Linked DNA regions of Hordeum vulgare: region 1 is linked to region 2. The links are chromatin contacts, called in public Hi-C maps. All regions are on one chromosome and are shown on one strand. The core of a region is the stretch at or near the end of the contact, and the rest is flanking DNA. Distances in the headings are between cores, read along the strand shown. Region 1 holds the start of LOC123447850 (glycerophosphodiester phosphodiesterase GDPD4). Region 2 holds the start of LOC123447848 (CCR4-NOT transcription complex subunit 11-like).

Evidence for each region. Hi-C and Micro-C count contacts between places; a contact is called where the count stands out from the background.
Region 1: a contact with region 2 is called in a Hi-C map of seedling, with 2.1 times the contacts expected there. The contact joins the promoter of LOC123447850 here to the promoter of LOC123447848 in region 2. A contact is called at or near these places in 2 of 6 Hi-C or Micro-C datasets (leaf and seedling).

What each region holds. Positions count from the first base shown.
Region 1 is chr4H:53,863,512-53,868,142 of MorexV3_pseudomolecules_assembly, forward strand. It overlaps LOC123447850 (glycerophosphodiester phosphodiesterase GDPD4), which reads left to right and starts at 3,146. Exons shown (of 9, transcript XM_045124550.1): 1 at 3,146-3,451; 2 at 3,550-3,636; 3 at 3,752-3,849. The coding sequence starts at 3,245.
Region 2 is chr4H:53,206,406-53,211,319 of MorexV3_pseudomolecules_assembly, forward strand. It overlaps LOC123447848 (CCR4-NOT transcription complex subunit 11-like), which reads right to left and starts at 2,863. Exons shown (of 12, transcript XM_045124547.1): 1 at 2,601-2,863; 2 at 32-136. The coding sequence starts at 2,837.

The sequences.
Region 1 (4,631 bases), core at 1,896-4,395, 660 kb after region 2:
ATATCCATCAACATATGGATAGACACAACATGACATGATAATAGGGCTGTCTGAATACAAAACGAAAAAATAAAGCAAAACTAGTAATGAGGATAACTTGGTATAGTGATCAAAAGTTGATTCACGAGGTGAAAGGATCAGTATGGTCCACTTGATGGGGTGAATAGGCGGCTAACATTTTTTTACATTTTTTTACATTTTAAGGGATATAACAATAATATATGTTATTTAGATATGCAACTAGATGGGAAACATGTATGATAAACTCAAATACAACAACAAGCTAGATAAGATACACAAGAATACTAGCTTGCACAAAGTAAGTAAAGAAAATAATAAACCTCAGGTGGAGACAATGATATTGTTCCCGGAGTTCCCTCCTTTGGGGAGGTACATCTTCATTGGAGATATGTGGCGGTAGGATGCTCACCAAACGCTACAATGGCACATTATTCTCATTGTGCCCTTGTACAATGCAAGGTTCCACGATCCACTACACGTGTCCCTAGAGCCGGCAATCGGGCCTTCACAAACAAAGTTTGGGCTATCTTGACAACTTAATTGAAGGCTCCCAACACCACCATGAAGCCTCACCGTAAGGTATTTTAGCTCCAAGGTGACCTCTTTCGTCTACGGTGCCCAAACACCCAAGAGTAACAGGATCCACAAGGAAATCTATGGAGAATAAAATTTCCTTTGGTGGAGTAGATCTAGGTCTTCTCTCCAAAATCTTAAAAGATCAACAAGTTTGAGTAGCCAGGGAGAGAGATTGAGCAACTTTAGCTTTTGGGCAACAATGAAGGAGAGAGATGCAAGAGGTAGGTCAAAAGGAGGAAGAATATGTCCTTTATATAACCCCTCCTACCATCCAATTGTTACACGATTTTTACTCTAAGCGGTACTACCACTCCAGAGAGTGGTACTACCGCAGTCCCATGTGGGTTGTACAACAAGTGCATATGCAATACTATTGCTCCAAAGAGGGGACTACCATAAACCCCTTGCGGGGCTACACTTCAACGTCTAAGCGGTACAACCGCTAAGGGATCCGGTAGTATCGAGAAAAAAAATTAGACGATACTACCATAGCAGTGCCACCCCTTGTACCACAGTCAAACCATGAGAGATTCTCCTCCTGTGGTAGTAGGTCTGACACTTAGTCCGGTAGTGCCCCTTCAATAGGGGAGTGGTACTACCGGTTATAAGCGTAGTGCTACCGACGTGGGGCAGATAGTGGCACCACTTCTCGTGGCACCACTTCTCGCATGAAGGGAGCGGTACTACCACCCTCAATCCTGGTGCCATCGGGTAAATAAAACCATGAAATATGGAAGAACATTGAGAACACCTCGAAAAGATGGGAAGGTAATATGGATGCAAAGTTGGTTTTGTGTACGTGTTTGATTCCACTTGTACCTTCCGACACAAACCCCCTCTTAATAGTACGGTTTTCCTATGACTCAAGAGAAAATAAATTACTGCAACACCGTCTTTGCTCTTTTCTTTCTAGAGGAGAACCGAACCGTCTTGTGCGAGTAAATTGCAAAAAACATTATAATTGTGCAAAAGTCATCAGAGACCCACCAAAATGCATGTGTTCTGGTGTTTTTTTTCCGAAGCGTTGGAAACTTCGTCTCAATTATGGTGTTTTTGCAATTTACCCATCTTGTGCAAACTGGTTATTTTTACTAAGGTCTCTAGTGGCTCATCATTGCATGAGCACGAGACAAAAGACTCGGGCCTCCAATGGTCAACGCGGACGTCAGGCTCGAAGGTTCTTAACGTTGATGGATCCGTCCTCGTACATGATTCGATGATGGGCGCTAGTATGGTCATGGGATTTTTGAGGGGGGGGGGTTATTTTTTCATCATGTCGAGAGCCACAAACCTGCAAGTCGCGAGAGAAGGTGGGACTCATGAAGCTTGCCATGAAGATGACCGTCTAGAGGCCACTCAGCTTATCCAAAATAGGAGTAGCGATAGATTAGCAAATGCTATGCTGATTGAAGAGACCTAAACTAGTCTACTAGATGAGAGTTTTTAATCGAGCATATTAGGCGTGAGCAAAACAATGTAAGCCATTATATGGCAAACATTGGCAGAAGGGAGCCACGAAAAATTGTTTGGCTGAGATCTGAAACAGGTGATGTACTAAAGCCTTATTGGTTCATAGGATAGAAATATCATAGAAATAAATCTTTTTATAGAAAGTGAGACGACATGTATCTCAATTCCTATAAAAAAGATATTATCTGATGCATTGGTTATTTTTTTACATTGAGTCTAGGATAATGTTTAAAAAAATATGAAGCATTGATTTCATTATCCTACATAGTACAATGAGCATAGAATAATGTTTTTTTCCTTTTAAAATGCAAAGGATTGATTCTATCTTACACAGAAATAGGAATCTATTCTTACAAAACAAAATGCTTCTAAGGATTTTTTTTTGAAAATCCTATCCTGTTAAATTCCTGCAAACCATGAACTTGTGTAAGGCAGATGTACCTGTTTTCTTTTCCTTGAGAATCAGCCTAATTGATATTAATACAGGGGACTGGAGAAATAATTCGACCTAAATCAAACGGAAACGTCATGCTTCAGCCGACGGATCGCACGCGGGCGTCAGTCATTTCGTTCGTGTGACGCGTGTCCTATTTGAACTCATGTAGTTTGTCATTCTACAACTTAACGCTTGTTGCAGATTGCGTACCGCAACACGTCCTATGTTGCAGGATCTGAAATCTAAATCCCTTAAGGACAGACGCCTCTCGCTCGTGCAACGCTTGTCTTATATACGATCACCTAGCTTGCACTTGTTGAAAATTTCTATAACACGATCCTTGTTGCAGAAAATATCCTATAACAAATTCTATTGAAAAAAAAATATACAGACGTTTACGTAATATGTTTTTTTGTTGCAAATTTTTTTTGCAACATAATATATGTTGCAAAAGACCCGTCAGTCGGACGACGTAGCAGCGTGCTTGTTTCCATAATTGAAGCGTTGTTTTAGAATTTTGTGTGATGAAGAAGACGATCAAGTTGATGACACGGGTATGCATCAAACGCCTAAAAGGATGGTGGGTGGTTACTACAAATTCATCCATGGATGCGTAGCGGTCCCCTCTGAACCAAGACGAAGAAGAGACGACTGAAAATTAGACACGTTTGCACAGTGAGGAAGAGAGCGTCTGAGAGAAAAGAAAAGCGAGAGAGCTGCCGAAAGCTTGAAACGCAGAGCATGAGAGGGCTCCTCGGGCTTGGGAGGCAGCCGCCGCCGCTCCCACTTTTCCCCGCCGGCAAGAGGACCTCGCCGGCTGCCACCCTCCTCCTCCGCCTCCGCCGCCTCCTTCCGACCAGCCGCCTCTTCCGTCTGCTCCTCCTCCTCGCCGCCCTCTCGCTCGTCCCTCCGGCCTTCTTCCACTTCCGCCTCCGCCGCTTCCACCGCGTGCGTCCCCCACACTCGTCCATCCTTCCGAGATCTCTTCCCCTTTCGAAAGAGTTTGTAGGCGACGCGTTGGTTCTGACGGTCTGTTGCCTCCCCAGATCCGCGAGAGGAGTTGCGGGTGGATCCCGAGCCCGCCGCTGGTGTGCGCGCACGGCGGCGACTCCACCAACGCGTTCCCGAACACGGTGGGTGCTAGATCACCGTGATCCCGGATTCGCACTGAATTTGTTACGGGTGCATTTGTTTTTTCTTTCCTTTTTAACCGGATCCCCGGATGTAACGGTGAGCTCTTGGTTTCAGATGGACGCCTTTAGGATGGCTTTGGATGCCCGTGTAGACTGTGTGGAGGTGGATGTTTCGAGGTCCTCCGATGGCACTCTCTTCGCACTACATGACAGGTAATTGATGTCCTGCTTGCCTGTAATTGTATAATGGACCTGAAACGTGCCTTTTATGTTTAACATGAACATCAAACGGGCTGTTGACTAGGTGCAGTGGCTGCTCTAAGTAAGCATTGTTGCAATTGTTGTATCTACCCATGACCATATGCCAAGCTTAATGGAACTGGAGACGGCAGTTACAAATTGTAATACTAAATGGGCTCTGGATAGGTTTTTGTTGTGTACCATTTGATATGGACATTCTTTGTTTGATTCGTTATTAGCAGATTAGACTGTAGGTTGATCCATTATATGCCATTTTTTTGTGCGTGGCACCCTGACTCACGTGCTGATTGGTAACTAACTGACAAATGCAACACTACTTAAGTTGTCATGTTTATTGGATGCAGAATTATGCAATTTATATCTGCATTTGGATGTTTGGTCACACATTATTAATACATTGACATTTCGGAGACCATCTAACTTTTTTTAGTTGTAGTTAGTAGAGAACTCTACTTCTCACTAAATGACATATAGCTCGCTGCTTTCTTTCCTAAATGATAGTTTTCCTCAGTATAAATGGAGCTTATAACTATCAAAGGGTTTCACCTTCTGGTATTGGCCTGTTAGCATTGTTTGAAGAAAGTGCGGGAACCCAAAATATATTATTTTTGAAAGTTTAGCATTATTTGAGTTGGCATCAACTAGCATTAGTCACTGAGTTGACACATCAATATAAATTAGCAAAAATTCTTTAGTACAGTATCCTGCATGCTAATCCTTTATTTTTTAATAGT
Region 2 (4,914 bases), core at 1,613-4,112:
ACAACGTATAGGCAGAAAGTTTACAACTTACATTTATTAAGAGTGGAACAAACGGATTTGTCAGCTGTGAGGAATACCCTTGATGAAGAATTGCAAATGCAATTAAACGCTCAGCTGGTTGAAACATCACCTTGTCCTGGAAAATGAACAAAAATGGCATAAATAAAATCCTGATTTTCATTTTCCCTTACAAACTCCAGAAAGAGGAGAATAGCAAATGAAATATTGTTAGTATGTTGGTTGATAGATTAACAGAAGGTCTTTGAGTGCAATATTTAATGAAATGCGTGCAGGAATAGACACCTAGATATGAAATGCACTTGTTTTGGAAAACTCTCACATCTGCATCCATACTATTTTCCAAACACAACAACAATATTTTCATGTAAAGAAGTCACTGTCATTTAGGTACCACAAAGGTCCTAGAAACACAATTGCAATATTTTCATGTAAACACAAGTTGCTAAGTTTATATAAGTGAATTCAAGCAGTCAGGCACTACATTTCACTATCAACTTATCAAAGGGACTGCTAGATCCTAGTCAAGTATAACACATCAAATTGAAGGTATAATTCCAAGCAAAAATGATGAAAAAAAGGGAAGCAAATCCACATACTTATCAGCCATTTGGTCATTCCAACTTAGGTAAGACGACCTAAACCCTACTAATTCTACCAAAGACAATAATACAAAAGGCAATGATTCAGATATGTATCTTAATTACTACTCCTGTTAGCATGACAGATAATAATTAGTAAATAGTACTCCCTCCGTCCGGAATTACTTGTCGCACAAATTTATAAAGTTGGATGTATCAAGAACTAAAATATATCTAGATGCATTCATTCTCGTGACAAGTATTTTCGGACGGAGGGAGTACAAGTTTAATCCTTCATTCAGTGCCATCCATAAGAAAGCTGACCTAAAATCCTAATAATCACAGTCATCCTTTTCAGCAGGGCTGTTGTAATTAGACATTCAGAAGAAAACCTAGTGAGAGATGGAAACCAACTATCAATCATTCCAACAAACAAATTCAGTCAAAATTCAAGCACCACCACTGAAAGTGCAAAACAAAAAGCATCAGTAACAGACCCACTGAAACTGAGAAGAAGAAAAAGATGATAATTTGAGTCCTTTCGGCACTGAAAACAACATAACAAGTGAAGAGAAAAGGTGAACTTCAATATTTTCTCCTGAACCAACCACCAGATATGTGAATCTACTGTGATCCTGAAATAATCCAACACCCAGAACCAAGAAAACAGCAAGCACATGAAAAGGAAAACTCCATACTAATATATTATTCACTGATAATTGCCAGTGGAACCTTGCTAAGTTCATAAAAACCCTATACCATAATGATTTCACTGGTTTTTAGAAGAACATGGAAAGAAGCATTTGCACGTCTTTCCACTAACAGGAGAAGCAAATTGGCAAATGAGTTACATAGTAAAGTGACAAAAGCCAAATAACACAGCACACACACTACACAGGAAACACAAACAACTTATGTTACTCCTCATGGTGGTTCACGTGAGTGGCCACCAATATACTAACATCCCACTCAAAATCTAAAACAACAAATAAAAAATAGGAAGGAAGTCAAGCAGTTTGAAGTGTCAAATGGAAAAGCATGTAGCCAACGTAAAGTCTAATGATCAACCCTGGTTCCACTATTTGATCTGCTACCTTTCCCTACTTGCTCATGCTTGTCAGATTATCTCGGTAAAATGGGAAGAAGAATTCAGATCTTGAACTCTTCCATTTTCCATCTTTTTCTCCAGAGCTCCCTGAGAACCCCAATTAAGGGCTTTTTGGTTCAGTGCCAGCATATGGTATTCTATGACATCTTCTTAACCATTTCGACCTTCAATCTCAAGGGCCGGTGAATCAAGACCACAATGAGGCCTTCATATTCGACGTTCGTCAAAAAGGCTGTGTTGCAACGCCACTTACCGAAGGTTTAAGTCAAAGGCAAAGGGTGCATGGTAGCTCGCGCTTCGGAGATATGCCTCCCATCGAGCAAGAACAGGATACCTCAATCGTCACATCTTCAGTGATCAGAGGATGCCTACATGGTTCAGCCGCTTGTCCACAATTGCAGAGTTGAGTTTTTTTTCCTTTGTGTTGACAGTGTCGAACTGGATTCGTCCACCGCACTCTGCCCTAATATAATCGGAGATTTAATTTTCAAAAGGGAACTGGAATACAGAATCTTAATCTTCGCCCCTTTCCTTCAATCCATTAAAACCCAGACAGAGCAGCCAGAACTACAGAATTTCGCAAACTGGCATGAATTTCCAGAAACAACTACTCCAAAATAACCAAATCAAAATAGACAAGCAGGCTTTCTCGCACAAAAGCCGTACACGTTGCTGCAGAGTTCACCCACCCCTCACCCAATCCCAGTTACAAACCTCCATCAATAAGGATACCGATCGACCTGCCCCCCGAAAAAACCTAGAAACCTATGCGCCTGACACTCCACAGCCCGGGGCCAACCGGCCAAGCAAAACGGCGATTAAACTAGGTATAAGGAGGGAGTATGCAGATGAAGGGGGTGGGCGGGTTCAGGGCGAGGGCTGCAACGGATTACCTCGAGGATAAACTTGATGGCGGAACCGAAGCGGAGGCGGCGCTCGGGCGGGACGCGGGCGAGGAAATCCGCCACGACGTCCTCGAGCGGGCGCGAGACGCCGGAGATCAGCTTGAGGAGGTCCGCGCATTCATCCCGCCGCATCTGGTACATGGGCATGAATGGGGAGGGCGTTAGGGCAGGCGCGGTGGCGGGCGCCGCCGGCGGCGAGGGGCCGGCGTCCTTGCTGGGGGACATGGTCGAGGGGTCGGGCGGGGAGCGGGGGGCGGGGAGGGCTTAGGAAAGGGGTGAATGGGTTTAATGTGGCGATGGACGCTGCTTTGACGCGGTGTTAATTGAGTAATTTGGACGTTTTTGTTTTTTTTTATTTGAAATATGAACTTCTCATTGTTTGAGTCTGGTTTTTTTTTTAAGAAGAAATGTTTGAGTCAGTTTTGCCAAGTTTTTTTTTAGTAATCTCACAAACTTTATTTATTGATTGAAAGTGATGTTTATAGGTACAAGATTTGGGTATGACCAACCAAACCAAACATGCATATATATATATATATATATATATATATATATATATATATATATATATATATATATATATATATATATATATATATATGTGTGTAAGTTACAAGTAAATTTATGGAGATTGTGAGCCACAAAATTATAATATAGTTAGAATGGAAACAGGCCAGCCCAACCTACACGTTGGCCCTTTGTTTTGCTAAAGGGAAACGTTTGAAGCCGGCACCTCGGTTGAACTGTTCGGCCCGTCACGAAACCCGTGGGGGTGGCTGACCCAATCACGCAGCATTTTTCGTTCAGATTTGCTGTAACGAGCGTTTAAATTTGCTACAAGCGTTTCTCATTTGCTATAATGTGTTTATTAAAAAAGCTGCATCTACGTTTGGCTGCAACCTAAGTTCGTCGGATTTTTTCGCTACAACCGGCGTTTGTTTTTTACTACAACCGGTGTTAATTTTTGCTACAACCAGTATCATTTTTTGCTACAACCGTTCACTAAAAAAGTTGCATACACGTTCGTCGGAGTTGCAACCCGAGTTCACCAGATTGTTTTGCTACAACCCACATTTTTTTTGCTACCACGCATCATTAGCGTCGTTTTTTTGCTACGACCATGTTGGTATTTTTTTCTACAACCATATTTTTGTTGCATCCGTGGCCAAAATTTGCTACATCGTCGTTTATTTTTGCTTCAATCGATGATTTTTGCTGCATGGACAGATTTGACGGTCAAACCAGATTCGATCTCGCGGATCGGGCGGCTCGCGTGCGGCCGGCCGAAAGTTTCGGCCGCCGCGCTGGCGCATAACACTGCCCTTTGCTAAAGGGATATGGAGTCGATGAGTGGTTCAGTGGTGATGACCTTACGCCCCCACTCGATAACATGGTCTGGCCCATTTTAATGCTAAATTTGCACAAAAATACAAATAGTAACACAACAGTTCTTCGTAGCGAAAAAACATGTCCGCTTAGGAGGATGAGAGACACACGTTGGGCGGTCTCCTACGCCCTGACCTCATCTCGCGGAACCTCGACCTCCACTCCTGCGAAGTAGTCCTTCGTCGGGATGCCCTCCGCTTGCTACTCCTCAATGACAGGGGGCATACGATGGACGCTCAGTTTTTGTGCCATATTACTATGGTTGATTCATGGCACAAAAACTGAGCCCCCAACCACGTACCAAAATCGACTCCCCCTCATGGCTGCAATCTATTGATTCTTTGTCGACGGCGGCCGGTGCGGTGTTGACACGTTGCCCCGTCCATGGATCTTGATATCCTAGGTACTGCGCCACGTAGTGGCAATACCAAGTCTGGTGTGGACGAGCCACCTACCCGTATGCACGTGCAAAGCCAGGAGGTATACCTTGACCCTCGGTAGTCCTCATTCATTCCCATTCCTCACCCAGCCCCACCCCCACGCCTCCGCCCCCTACTCGTCTTCCACGTCCAATTATGGAAGAAACCTAGGGTTTCTCCTTCCTTCCCTCGGATTCCTTTGGGTGGTGGAGGGGAAGGTGGTCGGTGATGTGCGCTCGTTTGCGAAATGTGGCAACATCTCCCCTAGTTGTTCTGATTGGAGACAAGAATGGTAGCAGCGACCACTTCCACGATGCCCAATGAGGATTCCAGGGCCGTGGCAATTTCCGTGGACCTGAGTGGGATCGCGAACACAAAAAATGGCAACGAGATAGCCCTATGGGCTCTAGAAACTCCTTCTTCAACTCAGGATCATCTTCTCACCAAACTAAGGACCGGTGGGAGGTGGTGGCGCCTCAGGACAAGACCAGTGATAA